Linked DNA regions of Sus scrofa: region 1 is linked to region 2. The links are chromatin contacts, called in public HiChIP or PLAC-seq maps. All regions are on one chromosome and are shown on one strand. Each heading gives the region's core, a stretch centred on a gene start, on an enhancer-like site or on the middle of the called end of the contact. The rest is flanking DNA. Distances are from core to core; before and after follow the strand shown. Region 1 holds the start of AKAP2 (A kinase (PRKA) anchor protein 2). Region 2 overlaps PALM2 (paralemmin 2).

Region 1 (3,662 bases), core at 944-3,443, 140 kb before region 2:
AGCATCTCAGCATCCCAGAGATGTCTCTCTCCATTGCCAGAGAAACATCTCGATACTTAACTGAACACTCTGTTAGCTAAGGGATCTGGAGACCTAAGTAGTAGTACTTTCATTTTTCCTGGCTCATGACTAATTTTATTGGTGAAGCTCAGAATGACTGCAGGGCCCACGATGTGCCCACTCAAAGGAGAAGATGCCCTTTAAGCAAAGAGCCTATGGCAAAACTGAGGAGAGAGCTGGATGGGTAACTGTTTAGAAGATGCTCAAGGGCAAGTTTTAATTCTTAAAAGGCTTTATTTAAAGAAACCTAGTAAACTCCTTACTAAATATGCCTCATTTCTAGACATGCCACTCTGAAATTTTATTGATCAAAGTGAAGGAGGCTGCCAGAAGGAGGAGAGTGTTTAGTTAAATTGGGACCATTTCCAGGAAGAAAAGTGTGATGCTTAAATGACCTCTCTTCAGTTAGAACAAAGCCAAGGAAACAAATCGGGGGGGGGGGGGGGGGGATGACAAAGGTGAGTGATGGGTTTGTACTAATTTCTGCCCCTGATAAGATGGAAGGGAGCTTCCTCTGAGAAGCTGTTTGCAGACTCAGAGATATACTATAGAGAGATCTATAGGAGAGACAGAGACACAGGGCGGGGGGAGGAGACAGGGAAGTCTTTTCGAAGACAAATACTTTGGTGGGAGGGTTGGAGGTTCGCCCAAATTAATGGTGCAGCACTTAACTGCTACAGGGAAGAGTGCAAATTTGGCAACGTCTGACCACACAGCCCATCGAAGCCAAACCACTATTGACCCACGCGGGAAACTGGCATTACTGGGTTTAACATCTCTGTAAACGAGTCACTTTCCTCCCAGGCGCCCTCTTTTTGCGGCCTGAGGAGAGATCCCCAAGGCTGGCCATCTCGCATCCATGCACGGAAGCTCAGAAACCAGGTAGCGGGTTCCGCTCCCGTGGGTCCAGCTCCCGCGGGTCCAGCCCGCGGCCTGCCGCCTCCCTCCCCACCACCCACAGCCGCTTTGCCTTCTGCCCTCACCCGCCACCAGCACCACGGCTCCCCCGTCCGTTCCGCCTCCCTCCGCGGACTACCAGGCTGCCGGCTCTCCTGAACTTAATTCAGGCCCCTGTTCTTCACTATGTTTCTCTAGAACTGCTCCGGGCCGCCAGTATCTCCTAGCTCCTATCCCGGGAGGTGCGCCGCCTCGGCGATTACAGAACAGTTTGCCCAGCGCTCACCCACCTCGATCCGCCCCTTCGGCTCTTCACAGTGTCCCCACAAAGGGGCCAAAGAGACAAACCCTCAGGCTTTATCCGGGATAAAACACCAGATCCTAAGAAGTGGGGTCTCAGCCTGAGGCCAAACTTCCAGGCTCAGCTTGGATCCGGATCCCCCTCCTTCCGCGCACAGAACGGCTGCTCCCTCCTTCCTCAGCATCCCCCACCTCCATCCCGATCCCGTTCGGAAGGAGCTCGGGCTGGTCAGGGCAGGGACCCAGCCCTTCTCGGTCCCAATCTCCATGCAGAAGCTCTAGACTTCCAAAAAACGGCCGCAGCGCTGCCACCTAAGGAGTCAAGACCCACGCCTTCATCTCGAACTGGAATGGGTGGCTCCATCCACCGCGGCTCCCGGGTCTGGAAAGGCGGCTACAGCCTTTTGATTTTCTCTGCTTTTCCTCAACAGCCCGGCTCTGTGAGTGTGTGTTGCGGGGGGCGGGGGGAGGAGGGTAATATGCCTAAGTTTATTTTTTAAAGTATATATAAGTGAACAAATACTGATTAAAGGAGCCAAAAGCTGGCCCTCCCCCAAACCTAGGAATTCAAAGCCACATGGCCACATGGCCATAGCCCTTTCCAGCCAGGCCACCCCCTCGCACACGCTCCACTAAGCAAGGGACATAAAAGCCCTTTAAAGTCCACGGTGCTTCCAAGGGCTTCCCAGATCACCAATCCCTCCTGGGCCACCCTTTCCTAGTGTGCGAGGCCCCAACACCAAGAGAGCGCCCCGAGGACTTGGAGTCCGGAGCCGCCCGCGCCCCAGCTTGGACACCCACCTCTGAGCGCCGGATCCCGGGGGCACAGTCCTCGGGCTCTGCTCCAGCGCGGTGCGGCCGCTGCCTCCTCGCTGGGGCGTCCGGGAGACTCCACGCAAAGGCGTTCGGCAGCCCCTGGCTGGGGCGAGCGCATCTGCGGAGAGCTGCTGCCGCGGGGCGTGCTGGAGTGAGCCGAGCGCCGCCCGCCGGCTCCCGGAGCCCGCCCCTTCCCCGCCCCCTTCCCGGCGCCTAGGGCCCCGGTCCGCCCCTCGCCTTTCACATCCCCTCCCCAACCACCCACACCTTCTGTCTGGCTTTGGCGGAATCTGTGCACAAACGTAGAAACCAAGAAATGAGTGAATGGATAGACTGGAGGAATGGAGGGATGGGCACGTGCAGCCGAGCGTTTCCTAACTGGGGAGAAGGCTCTGTGCCTGGGTGTATGAACGCGCGTTAGCACACGGGTGGGCGTGTCGGCTTGTGTGCAGGGGATCGTGTGTGTTGGTGTATACATACGTGCATACGAGTGTACAGGAAAGTGTGTGGGTGCGTGTGAGCCCGCACATCGCCACAACTGCTGAGTTCCCATACGAGGGGTCGAGCTCCTCGTCTCTTACCCAGCACCACGACTATGTCCGGGTAAGCGGAACCGCTGGGAGCGGTTGGGAGGTGCGTTTCTGCGACCCGGAGGGCGGTTCAGTGTGTTTTGGACCTCGCCCTGATGGGGTCCAGAGACTAAGGTGTGGACAGGGAGGTTTCCCAGCTCGTTGACTGGCCAGAGCTGTCATGATGCCCTCCCTAATGTGGCAGCCGGTGGCCTGGTGTCGGGGCGTGCGTGTTAACAAAGCCAGCGATGGGGAAGGAGGCAGCTGTTACACCTCGTGGGGCTCAGTCGAGGGGGTGGCCAGCCACCCCCCACTCCGGAGACGTCTGAAATTTCAGCATGTAATCCCCTCCCCCTCATGAATATTTAAATAATGTTAATGACCCTTTGAAAACGGACCATCTAGAAATTCTGAGAGAGGACACACACACAGAAACACCCCGCCCAGAAAACAGGATTTTAAAAAGCAAGGCGTTCTCTACAGAGGAAATAGAATATAAATATAGCATAAAGTCAGATGTCTCCAACTGTCCACTAGGCATGACCGGTGTTTCCATTTTCCCGGTGATTCTCTCTCTCCAGCTCTGAAAGTCAGAGCCCCTTACTCTCCTTCCAATTTCCGACCTCTGGCCTGCTTTTTTCTGAACCAGTGGCCCAAACACGGGGTTCCTCTTCTGAGCGTCAAAGTCACCTGCCAGGGTTTGGTTCTTTTTTTCCTCATCCACAAAGGTCCTTGATTCCCCATACAAGAAATGATAACATGGGGAACTGCCCAGGAAGCCTGTCCAGCTAACGACCTTAAAAATAGCAGCCTCCCAAGAAAAGGCTTATTTCCCATCTGGAGGTTTATTCACACCTTTACTCTAGGGAGGTGGGGGCAGGGGATAAGGGCTACAATGGAGACAACAGCTGTTCTCTTCAGGGTTCCTGCAAGTCTATAGGCTTCTTTTTCTCAGCGTTTAGGAACTGGTTCACCAGCCTTTTTGCATGTTTGTCTCTTACACTACTGAATTTCAATAGA
Region 2 (3,686 bases), core at 815-3,314:
ACATTTCCTGCCATTGTTCCCAGGCATGTTCTCAGAGGCACAGCTACAGAGCCCTGCCCCTTCCTCTCCAGAGCTCAGGGCTATACTGGTGCTTTTGGATCATGAGGTATACACCATACTCAGAGATCAGGTATTTGGTTGGGAGGAAAGATAATAAAGGCCGTTCCTGGCCCAGGTGGTTAAAGCAGACAGCAACAGTGTTTGGGTCTCTCTGGGTTACTGAGAGAGGGTGAAATATGCTGGGTCTTTCATGAATTTCTTATTAACCATTTGATAAGCTCTTGAGCTGGTACAGTGATAGTTGCCCAGGCACTACTTTTGAGAATTTCATCTGATAAGGAAGGCAGATGTATAAACAGTGACCAAATAGTGCTCTGGGGAGTTCTAACTGGATGTCCCCAAAGCATAGGGGATGCAAAGAAGAAAGTTGACTAACTCTGTTGAGGAAGTAGGTGGGGCAGGATTCCAGGAGGTTGAGACATTTCAGTAGAACTGGAAGGATGAGAAAAAATGATCAAGGCAGAGGTGTCTAGAAGGCATTATGGGCCAAGGGGATGGCATGGACAAAGGGACTCTGAGGCAGAAACGTGCAAGGAGGTTCAAGCACCTCTGTAGCTTAAGTTCACTCAAGCACCTGTGTAGCTCAAGTTCACTCAAGCACCTGTGTAGCTCAAGTTCACTCATGCAGGGAAGAGAAGGAAGTGGAGGGGAGGGTCCAGGACGTGATGGCTCTTGAACGCCACTGTGAGCAGTTTAGATTGGATCCCGAAGGCAATAGGAAACCATTTGAGCTTCTGGTTTGTCCATCTGCTTTTTCTGTTTGTTTTTGTTTTGCTTTGTCTTTTGTCTTTTGAGGGCCACACCCGCAGCATATGGAGGTTCCCAGGCTAGGGGTCTGATTGGAGCTGTAGCCCCCCGGCCTATGCCACAGGCGCAGCAATGCAGGATCTGAGCTGTGTCCACGACCTACACCACAGCTCACGGCAACGCTGGATCCTTAACCCACTGAGCAAGGCCAGGGATGAACAGTTGGGTTCGCTAATCGCTGAACCAGGACGGGAACTCCTTGTTTATCCATCTGTTTTAAAGGAGTGAGCAGATCAGCCGTGTTCCAGAAAGATCACACCCACACCTGCCGCTGGGTGAATGGTAGAGGTGGATGTAGGGCAGAGGAGCAGAGTGAAAGCAAAAAGATCAATTAAGGATTTATCCAAGCAGGAAACGAGGTGGCCGTGCAGGGCATGGACTACTATGAGAAGCAAAAGAGTTCCATGGATTGACATTTATACCCTAATAAAACTGAGGACGTCCTAGGTCAACCTCTTTGCACCAGTATGGCCCCACAGGCTGGGCTGCCAAACAAAAATGAGTGACCTTCAATTGTGACACTAACAGCAAACGCAGCTGAGGGAGCCCAGTGGTGTGGACTTAGCAAGACCCTCGGCTTTCCCTTCTCCCCCAGCACTCTCTCTGCCTGCCGCTGTCCAACTGTTAGAGGTACCGGGAGCTTCTCTTCTCTGGGCAAGAGGGGCAATACAGCAGCAGCCATCTATGAGCCCTTTGATGGTGTTCGGTAAAGAGCTGGCCAAGATCCGAGTTTGAACCTCGAGACCCTGATTAAAAAACGTTCCGAGGACTGAAACGGTCTCAAACCTATTTCTACCAAGAAAACCAGCCCTCAGCCTGAAATGTTGCATCACCGCCCTCCCGTGGCCTCAGCAGGAAAGAACATGGAGCTAGAGACTAGGGTCAGCATGGAGTCTGGGCAGATGCTGAGGCTTCCCCTGGTTCCCTGCAGCGAAGAGACGGAGTCAACACCTAGCACCTGGCACCGTGTCTTCTTTGAGTGTCCTGCATGGGCTGTAGGCACATCGTGGCCCTGCACTATTGGTTTCCCCTTGGCACGTTCAGAGTCTCTCTGGCATCTTATTTTTCCATCTTACAGATACAACAGAGACATTTTTCATCTTTGAAATGCTGCAAGAAGGCCTCAGGAGGCCCTTTTCCCGGGGTGCATCTGGTTTTCAGAAGCAGCTACAGCCCCCTGGCTCCAGCTCACGTGTGCCCCCTAGTGGCCTGTAGGCTGCGCAGACTGAGAGAGAATGACCTTGGTGGATGAGCCCCGCCCCTGACCTGCGCTCTGGGAAACCCAGCTTAGGGCAACTGAGTGGACCGGTGTCCCACGGAGCCCCTGCAGAAGCTCAGGAAAGTCACACACCACATTCATTATGCGATTTTGACACAAAAACTTTCAGAACTACAATAAACTTACACAAATATTTTCTCTGATGAACTTTATCCTGACAGACTTAGCCCTGATTCTGTTTTATGACAGCCAGCTGAGAAGTCCAATGAGAAAGATGTCTATTTTGGGGTTTTCAGATCCCAAAGGAAAACAAAACCTTCCTTCTACCAAGAGTCTGCCAATGAGAACCTCCAGATACAAAATGTTTCACATGTAGAGATCAAAGCCTGGGTCACAAAGCATTATGTAAGCCGAAATAGAGAAGCTCTTAGAAGCAAGACCTGCATCGGGTCCAAAGGAGAAGAATGCCCTTTAAAACGGATCCAGAGGCTTGTGCTTTTAATGGAAGCCTTCTGTCAAAGGGATGATCTGATTTGCCACTTGAAATGGAAACTTTGGGATAAAGAGTACTTTGTGTCCCCAAATAATATATTTAAAAAAAAAAAAAAGCTGCCTCTTCTCAGTGACTTGGCTTGTACAGAACTGGCACAAGCCATCTCTTTATCCAGCTGTGGTCCCACCCCTGGATGTGTCTGTTATTCCTGGATCCGGAGGCTAAGGGAGAATTACCTGTTGAAAGCACAGGAAATCTCACTGCAACACGCAGCTGTAAGAGAGAGCTCAGGGCAGACTAGATTGGGTATTGAAATAGTGCAGGCACTTCAGTGTGGAAGATCTCACACGGGGCACGAATTTGTGTGTGTGTGAATGACTGAAGGATCATAAGCTTCCTAGGCACAGATGAGGGTTCTCGTATTCCCACAAAACCCAAATCATCCCTCAAATATAACAGCAGACGTGTGTGTCATGCTTTACAGCTTACAGAGTCCTTTCACAGCAGTTAGGGATTGTTTTGTTCCTATCTGGGGTTTTTTGTTTGTTTTTCCATTATTTTGTTTATTTTTCAATAAAAAAAATTTTTTTGGACACCCTATGGAGTTCCCCGACCAGAGATCAGATCCGAGCCGTAGTTGCAACCTATGCCGCAGCTACAGCAACGCTGGATCCTCGACCCACTGTGCCAGGGGTTAAAGCACAGGTATCAAACCTGCGTCCCAGTGCTCCAGAGACATCACCAATCCTCTTACGCAGTAGTGGGAACTCCTATTTATTTATTTTTAAGTTGAAGTATGGTTGGTTTACAATGTTGTGTTAGTTTCAGGGGTATAGCAAAGTGGTTCAGTTATACATATATACATATCTTTTTTTTCCAGATTCTTTTCCTTTCTAGGTTATCACAAGATATTGGATATAGTTCCCTGAGCTATACAGTAAGCCCTTCTTGGTTATCTACTTTATATACAGCAGTGTGTATATGTTAATCCCAAACTCCTAATTTATCCATCCCACCCCATTCCTATGTTATAGATAAGAGAATTGAGATGAAGGAAAAAAAGAGAAATCGGCATCAAAATACCTTTCATGTCAAGATCTGATTTCT

The links. HiChIP or PLAC-seq counts read pairs in DNA pulled down with a chosen protein or histone mark.
Region 1: a contact with region 2 is called in an H3K27ac HiChIP or PLAC-seq map of skeletal muscle. The contact joins the promoter of AKAP2 here to the enhancer-like site in region 2. A contact is called at or near these places in 19 of 47 Hi-C or Micro-C datasets (alveolar macrophages, embryonic fibroblasts, epiblast stem cells and 12 more) and 1 of 2 datasets of contacts at active chromatin or transcription factors (skeletal muscle).

The regions. Positions count from the first base shown.
Region 1 is chr1:251,066,267-251,069,928 of Sscrofa11.1, reverse strand. AKAP2 (A kinase (PRKA) anchor protein 2) reads right to left here and starts at 2,193. Exons shown (of 3, transcript NM_001204181.1): 1 at 2,059-2,193.
Region 2 is chr1:250,930,514-250,934,199 of Sscrofa11.1, reverse strand. All of the region lies in intron 3 of PALM2 (paralemmin 2), which reads right to left. Among named protein-coding and RNA genes, the nearest start is that of PALM2, 110 kb to the right of the region's middle. Within about 2 kb of position 2,064, at least 16 of the 83 cell types and tissues checked have an H3K27ac peak or open chromatin away from gene starts, as enhancers often do. A contact at or near this core is called in retroperitoneal adipose tissue, skeletal muscle and subcutaneous adipose tissue, where this site is marked.